Linked DNA regions of Mus musculus: region 2 is linked to region 1. The links are chromatin contacts, called in public Hi-C maps. All regions are on one chromosome and are shown on one strand. Each heading gives the region's core, a stretch centred on a gene start, on an enhancer-like site or on the middle of the called end of the contact. The rest is flanking DNA. Distances are from core to core; before and after follow the strand shown. Region 1 has its middle 12 kb from the start of Mapk13. Region 2 overlaps Pnpla1 (patatin-like phospholipase domain containing 1).

Region 1 (3,419 bases), core at 361-2,860:
ATCTGTAGTACTGCCTCCCCAAGCCCTGTCACTGCCAGTTGTGTCTGTACTCTGTCCCCCCCAACCCCCATCTGAGTGGCCATGTTGTCATATGGGGAGGAGACTTTGTTTGGGACTGACTGGTGGCCAGCTATCACCCTGACCTTACAGTTAGTTGCAAGGCAGGCTCAAGGTTCCCCGTTTCAAACATCTCGTTTTGAGCCTCCCTCTTGGTCCCAGAGAAGAGGCTTGGTCTTCTGTCTCAACATTCACACCTCAGTCATTTTTCTCAGATTTTAGTTGTCCCTGCTTTCCAGATTCCTGGATTTCCAGATGCCAGGGCGGCCAGCCGAAAGGCCTACCATGGACACTGTCAGCTGAGAGGCTCTGACAAGCCCTGAAGAAAATAAAGGTTTTTTTTAAGCTTTATTTATTATTATATCTAAGTACACTGTAGCTGTCATCAGACACACCAGAAGAGGGCATCAGATCTCATTACGGATGGCTATGAGCCACCATGTGGTTGCTGGGATTTGAACTCAGGACCTTTAGAAGAGCAGTCGGTGCTCTTAACCAATGAGCCATCTCTCCAGTCCCAGTATTTATTTTGAGGCAAGGTCAAATAATGTAGTTTTGGATGGCCTGGAACTTGTTGAATAGACCAGACAGACTAACCAGGAGCTCACAGAGATCCTCCTGCCTCTGTCACCTGAGTGCTGGGATTGAAGGCTTATACCACACACACACTCTCTAGATTTGATCCAGACCCTTCCTAAAGATACTTCACCACAGGGGCCTATTTTCTTGTGGCAGTGCCACACAGCCCTCTGCCTGGTGTAGAGGACCCATTGTCCCCCAGCAGACAATGCAGTACGGACCTTGGTCTCCTCTCCAGTATGAACTCTGTGGGAACAAATGCCCATGAGTGAGTGAATGGAGGCATTATGGGTGTCCCCAAGTCCCAAAGACTATTTCTCTGTCTAGCCAGTCCTGCGGAAGAGAGAGAGCCATGGGAAGCACAGGGGAGATGCAGAAGGTGTGGCCCCAAGCTGCACCCTGGAGATCCACAGCCCCTAAAAAATATTTAAAATAAAACACCCCAGCATCTCACATCTAGGCTATTTCTCCAGCAGACAGGGAGGTGATCTGCCCAAAGGGCTTCATGGCCTTGAGCATCATCCTCTGAGTCCCTGTTGGCTGGCTGGCAGGAATAAAGTAAGTGTAGGCAGGCCTGGTGACCCTGACCTTGGTGGGTGTGTGGTGACTCAGGAAATAAGCAGAGACAAGAAAGCCTCCCTCGGAACCAGGGACAGTCCCCTAACAACAGCTACATCCTCCCTATCCAGCCACTGAGAGGTGTCCTTGCACACTTATCACGGCTCCTCTGCCCGGATGGACCACAGGGCCCCCAGTTATTCCAGCCACTGAGAGGTGTCCTTGCACACTTATCACGGCTCCTCTGCCCGGATGGACCACAGGGCCCCCAGTCATCCCAGGTCAGTCTTTTCCTGGCTTGCTCTAGGTGGATGGATGCTGCTGTCTCTGTCTGTCAGGCAACTATGAGGAGGCCCTGGGGCAGCGACTGTAGTACAGAGTCAGTCGAGCCAGAGCTGAGCTAAGAGGGGAAATGACCCAGCTGTCACCAAAAAGAGAAAGATCCCAGAAGCCCTGCAAACGCAGTGCAGGGAGGAGCCTCTGTTCCACCCTTGGCCTCTGAGTCCTTGTGGCCTGTGACATCGCCCCAGGGCTCACTCCCTCTACCCTTCCTGTGCTCTTCCCTGAGATTTTCACCTGGGGGTTTTTGTCTTCATCTGAATCTGGACCAAGGAAGAAGCGGGGGACCCCCAAACTCAGCAGGCAGCAGAGGCTCAAAGCCCCTCCATAGAACTGTGCAGGCCCCAGGTGGAGGCCCTGGAGCGGGGTGGGGTCAGTGAACAAACGCTTTCAAACAAGACCCAGCCTGAGCACCAACTGGAGCTGCTCACTGGATGTTCCTGGCTTTTCTTTGTGTCTGTTCATCAATGTCCCCCATTTCCTTGCTACACAGTAACCGTCCTCTCTCCCTAGGAGGCCAAACTCTTAAATTGTTACAAGGTTACAGCCAAGCTCTAATCCCTGGGGAGTGCAGGCGCTGAGCCAAGGGACTCAGGACCTTTTCATAAAATCTTTGCCTAGACTTCAGGATTTAAATTTTTACTTAAGTTTCTAAAGATTTACTTTTTTTTTTTTTTTTTTTTTTTAAATTTTGGTTTTTTGAGACAGGGTTTCTCTGTATAGCCCTGGATGTCCTCGAACTCACGTTGTAGATCAGGTTGGCCTTGAACTCAGAAATCCACCTGCCTCTGCCTCCCAAGTGCTAGAAGATTTACTTCTTTAAGCCAGGTAGCAGTGGTGACGCATGCCCCAGCACTCACGAAGCAGAGGCAGGTGAATCTCTGAGTTCGAGGCCAGCCTGGTCTATAGAGTGCATTCCAGGACAGCCAGGGCTACACAGAGAAACCTGCCTTGAAAAAACAAAAACAAAACAATTAAGCCCCCTAATTCCATCTCTTAATCCCATCTCTTACTTACGATTTGAAGCTTAGCATTTTTATGCTGGTTATCTGTAAAACACAGCATGGCTGTCGAGATGGCTCAGTAGATAGAAGCACTTGCTGCACTTCAGAGGACCCAAGTTCAGTTTCCAGCACCCACACCCTAGATCCAGTCTCAGGGGATCTGCTGCCCTCTTCTTAGCTCAGAGGGCATCAGGCACACACGTAGTACACTTACATACATGCAGGCAAAACACCCTCATATATAAAATAATAAAATTCTCTTCAAATTATGTGTAAACCTAAAATATCATTCAAACACTTCACCCCCAGGAATTTATGTAGGAGACATACATCTGTTTAAAGACGTTTTCATGACAGGCCTGGTGATGCACCCCTTTAATGCCAGCAAAGGCAGACAGACCTCCATGAGTTCAAAACCAGCCTTGTTTACATAGTGTCTCAAAATTAAACCTTAAAAAAAAATAAAAAAAGAAAAGAAAAGGCTTTCCATTCATCTGGTATTGACTTTTCCTAAATGACCTTTGACCTAAATATCCGGTGACCTTTATCTGCTCCTATTGTAAAAAGTGGAGGGGGTAGGAGAGATGTCAGTGGTTGGGAACACTGTTTACTCTAGAGGACTAGAGCTCAATTCCCAGCATCTACATAGCAGCTCACAACTGTCTAACTCTAGTTCCGGGGGATATGCATTTGCTTGCAGGCAAAATACCCATACATAAGATAAGTTTTTAAAAATGTAAGTACAGCCGGGGCGAAGTGGTGCAAGCCTTTAATCCCAGCACTCGGGAGGCAGGGGCAGGCGGATTTCTGAGTTTGAGGCCAGCCTGGTCTACAAAGTGAGTTCCAGAATAACCAGGGCTACACAGAGGAAACCCTGTCTCA
Region 2 (3,419 bases), core at 378-2,877, 94 kb after region 1:
CTCTATCTCCAGTGCTCTGGGATGACCAGCATGAGCCATCAGAACTGCTAATGGTTGACTCCACAAAAGGAAGTTTGTTAGACCTGGTTACTTATCCATTTCCCCTCCTTACTACCAAAAAAGCTGGGGGAGAGTGAGAGAGGAGGGAAAGACAGTGAGGGAGGAGGGAGAGACAGTGAGAGAGGAGGGAGAGACAGTGAGGGACCCCAAGAACAGACACACAGGGACCCACAAGGACAGACACACAGGGACCCCAGGGACAGACACACAGGGACCTCGAGGTTGGACACACACACAAACCAGGAGGGAAGCAAGAAGATGCAGAGAGACAGACGACCTTTCGGTTTGTGCCTGCTTTAAGCATCAAGGAAGAATTTTAAGCCAAACTCCCCCAGGCTGAGAGAAACCAGTTGCCTCCCTGCCTCCCTCTGGTTTTGTGTGTGTGTGTGTGTGTGTGTGTGTGTGTGTGTGTGTGTGGTACACAGCTGATTTCCAGACTGAACCATTTTCAGCTGCATGGATCCTGGAAATGTCAGGGCTATTTCCATTCTCCTCATCCCTGTCACTCCCCTCCCTGTTGACTAGGAATGAATCCTGTTCTAAAGCTGAAGTTAAAGCAGGCACTTGAAGCCTGACTCGTGCAGACCTTTGACCTCTCATGCCCACTTCACTCATGCCCACTTCTAGTGGATAGTCCGGCACAGGTAGAGAATATAGCATGGGTTGTTCTTCTTGTGTGTGTGTTTAAGTATTTATATATATATCGTTTTTTCGAGACAGGGTTTCTCTGTATAGCCCTGGCTGTCCTGGAACTCACTTTGTAGACCAGGCTGGCCTCGAACTCAGAAATCCACCTGCCTCTGCCTCCCGAGTGCTGGGATTAAAGGCATGTGCCACTACACCCGGCAACAAAGGTTTTAAAATGGTTCATCCGATGGCATACATCTGTCATCCCAGCACTAGGAAACTGGCAGAAGGGAGATTAAGAGTTCAAGGTTGTTCTTGGCTACATAGTGAGTCTGAGGTCAGCCTCCGTTACAGGAAACCAGTTCCCAGAAGCGCATACCTCCGTGGTAATCTGTCTTCTGGGTGACCTTGGTGGCCACTTGCCAGGTTGTTTTCTAACCTGCCAGCTGGTCACCTCCCTCCCTAGAGGGAAGGTGCTGAGTACACATGTCTGTACATGGCAAGGCTGACACTGCCGGGCTTGCTACTCCCAGGAAGGAGAAGGAGCAGTCCATGTTCGGAGCAAAGCCTGGGGTCCCTATCGTGTAAGGCAACTGTGATCTGGGTGTGGGTGAGGGGTGGCTTGGCATCAGAAAAAAAAACGAGACAACAGCAAACCAACATTGCCTGACTGTGTGACCTCAGGCAAGGCGCTTTTCCCTGCCTCAGTTTCTCTACCTGTCCAACGCCACTCTAGCATTAGCAGTCTCTAGGATTAGACCAGTAACGTATAATCCACGAACTATAAAATGCAATAGGAATAAGCTGTCCTTTTGTCTCTAAATTGCTGTGTGTGACTCTGGGCAAATCAGTTGCCTTCTCTGTGTGTCTGCCGCCAGGCACTAGAATGAATGCCAGACTCTCCAAGCTGGAAAGACTCCGCCCTTCCCACCCGCCCACAGAGCTGCTGGATAAGCTCTCTGACAGGGGTGCTTATGCAACCTCCGCTCTGCTGCCTCCCACAGCAGAGAGCTCATGGCTACACAAGCCCCTGGTACATATGCATGACGCTAACTTTAAACAAATTTTTCCAAATGAGATAGTTCTTTAAGGGCTGGCTGTGTAGCTCAGTGGTCAAGCATCAAACGTATGCAAATATGTGCAGAGCCCCTAGTTCAATCGCTGGCACCAAGAGAAAACAGTATTTGTGGGACTGGAGAGGTGACTTCGTCATTAAGGGCATCTGTTGCTCTTGTAGAGGGCTTAAGTTCAGCTCCCACTGGCCATGTCATATAGCTCCAGGTCCAGGGGATCCTACAACCCTGTCTAGCATCTGTGGGCACACACACACACATGTGTACGTACATACACAGGAATAAAAATAAAATGTAAAAATCAGGTTTTGAGGGCTGGTGAGATGGCTCAGTGGGTAAGAGCACCCGACTGCTCTTCCGAAGGTCTGGAGTTCAAATCCCAGCAACCACATGGTGGCTCACAACCATCCGTAACGAGATATGACGCCCTCTTCTGGAGTGTCTGAAGACAGCCACAGTGTACTTACATATAATAAATAAATAAATAGGTAAATCTTTAAAAAAAAAATCCGGTTTTGAGATCATAGTTAAGCTAAGTGGACAGAGTTCTTCCCAGCATGCATGCAGCCCTGTGCTCGCTCCTTGGCACCGCATAAACCAAGCATAGGTCATGCCTGGAACCCTGGCTCTATTGAGGAAGAGACTGTAGAATCGGAGTTCCAGGTCATCCTTGCCTACGTAGAGAGGGTGCAGTCTGCCAAGGGTATGTGGCCTCTAAGCAAGTGCCCTTGTCACTTGGTAAAAGATTTCCAACCACATCTGTGTTTGTGTAGGACCCTCATAATGACAGCTTGGTGGCAGACCTCAGGTGCAGGGACAAGAAGCTGCCAGAGCTGTTTTGCAGGAAGAAAATATCTTTCTAGTCGCTGACAATTCCTGATGGGTGGCCACGCATGGTCAAGAAGCAGGACACCTGGGTCCCATGCTGGTGCCAGTGTCTCCTAGCTGTAGGGCATCTAGGACATTCTCCTTTATGGCCTGGCTCTGTTCTGTTCCTGAGGCCCCCCCAGCTTCTGGGTCTGAGGCCTCCTCCTCGCTGTGAACGGCTGGGTGAAATGGTTGACATCACTGAGCCCCGGGGGCGCCTCCCCATGTTCCTGAGCAGTTGCTGAGGGTGCATCCGCCACTCTGCTCCCTCCACAGAGAAATACCTCAGAGTGCTGAATATGGGCCTGGCGGAGGTGAAGAAGTTCTTCCTGGGACCTCTGTCTCCGTCCTGCAAGATGGTACAGATGATGCGACAGTTTTTGTACGATGTGCTACCGGAGGACTCCTACAAGTTCGCCACCGGGAAGCTGCATGTGAGCCTCACCCGAGTCACGGACGGAGAGAACGTCGTGGTTTCCGAGTACCGATCCAAGGAAGAGCTCATCGAGGCAAGGCCCTGGTTGGAGCGCCCCCGCCTGGGAGAACAGGGGCAGCTCAGTCCAGCCCACTCCCCAGCTTCCTCCCTTCTTCCCTTTTTTGCCTGCCTGGCCCTTCCCTTCCTTCGTGCCCATGGCTCTGCCAGGAGCAGTTCTACGAGAGGAGACTAGATTAGTCTACTAGGTGGTCCGGTAGATTACTAAGGCCCCAACTAGGCATCAGGATGGGAAGTGAGTTTCAGGCTGTTTCCCACGCCAGTACCCATCCTTTAAAATTAGTGGAAAATTGGTAGGG

Evidence for each region. A called contact is a pair of places that touch in the nucleus more often than the background predicts.
Region 2: a contact with region 1 is called in a Hi-C map of uterus, with 2.5 times the contacts expected there. The contact joins two enhancer-like sites. A contact is called at or near these places in 3 of 15 datasets of contacts at CTCF or cohesin (all in embryonic stem cells), 28 of 484 Hi-C or Micro-C datasets (the G1E-ER4 cell line, bone marrow-derived macrophages, cerebral cortex and 5 more), 14 of 115 datasets of contacts at active chromatin or transcription factors (the 230-238 cell line, the HPC-7 cell line, T-cell acute lymphoblastic leukemia and 3 more) and 3 of 9 other capture datasets (embryonic stem cells, liver and pancreatic islet).

The regions. Positions count from the first base shown.
Region 1 is chr17:28,779,826-28,783,244 of GRCm38.p6, forward strand. No RefSeq gene overlaps it. Among named protein-coding and RNA genes, the nearest start is that of Mapk13, 12 kb to the left of the region's middle. Within about 2 kb of position 1,611, at least 38 of the 459 cell types and tissues checked have an H3K27ac peak or open chromatin away from gene starts, as enhancers often do. A contact at or near this core is called in uterus, where this site is marked.
Region 2 is chr17:28,873,909-28,877,327 of GRCm38.p6, forward strand. It overlaps Pnpla1 (patatin-like phospholipase domain containing 1), which reads left to right. Exons shown (of 10, transcript NM_001034885.3): 2 at 2,904-3,136. Among named protein-coding and RNA genes, the nearest start is that of Pnpla1, 17 kb to the left of the region's middle. Within about 2 kb of position 1,628, at least 75 of the 459 cell types and tissues checked have an H3K27ac peak or open chromatin away from gene starts, as enhancers often do. A contact at or near this core is called in uterus, where this site is marked.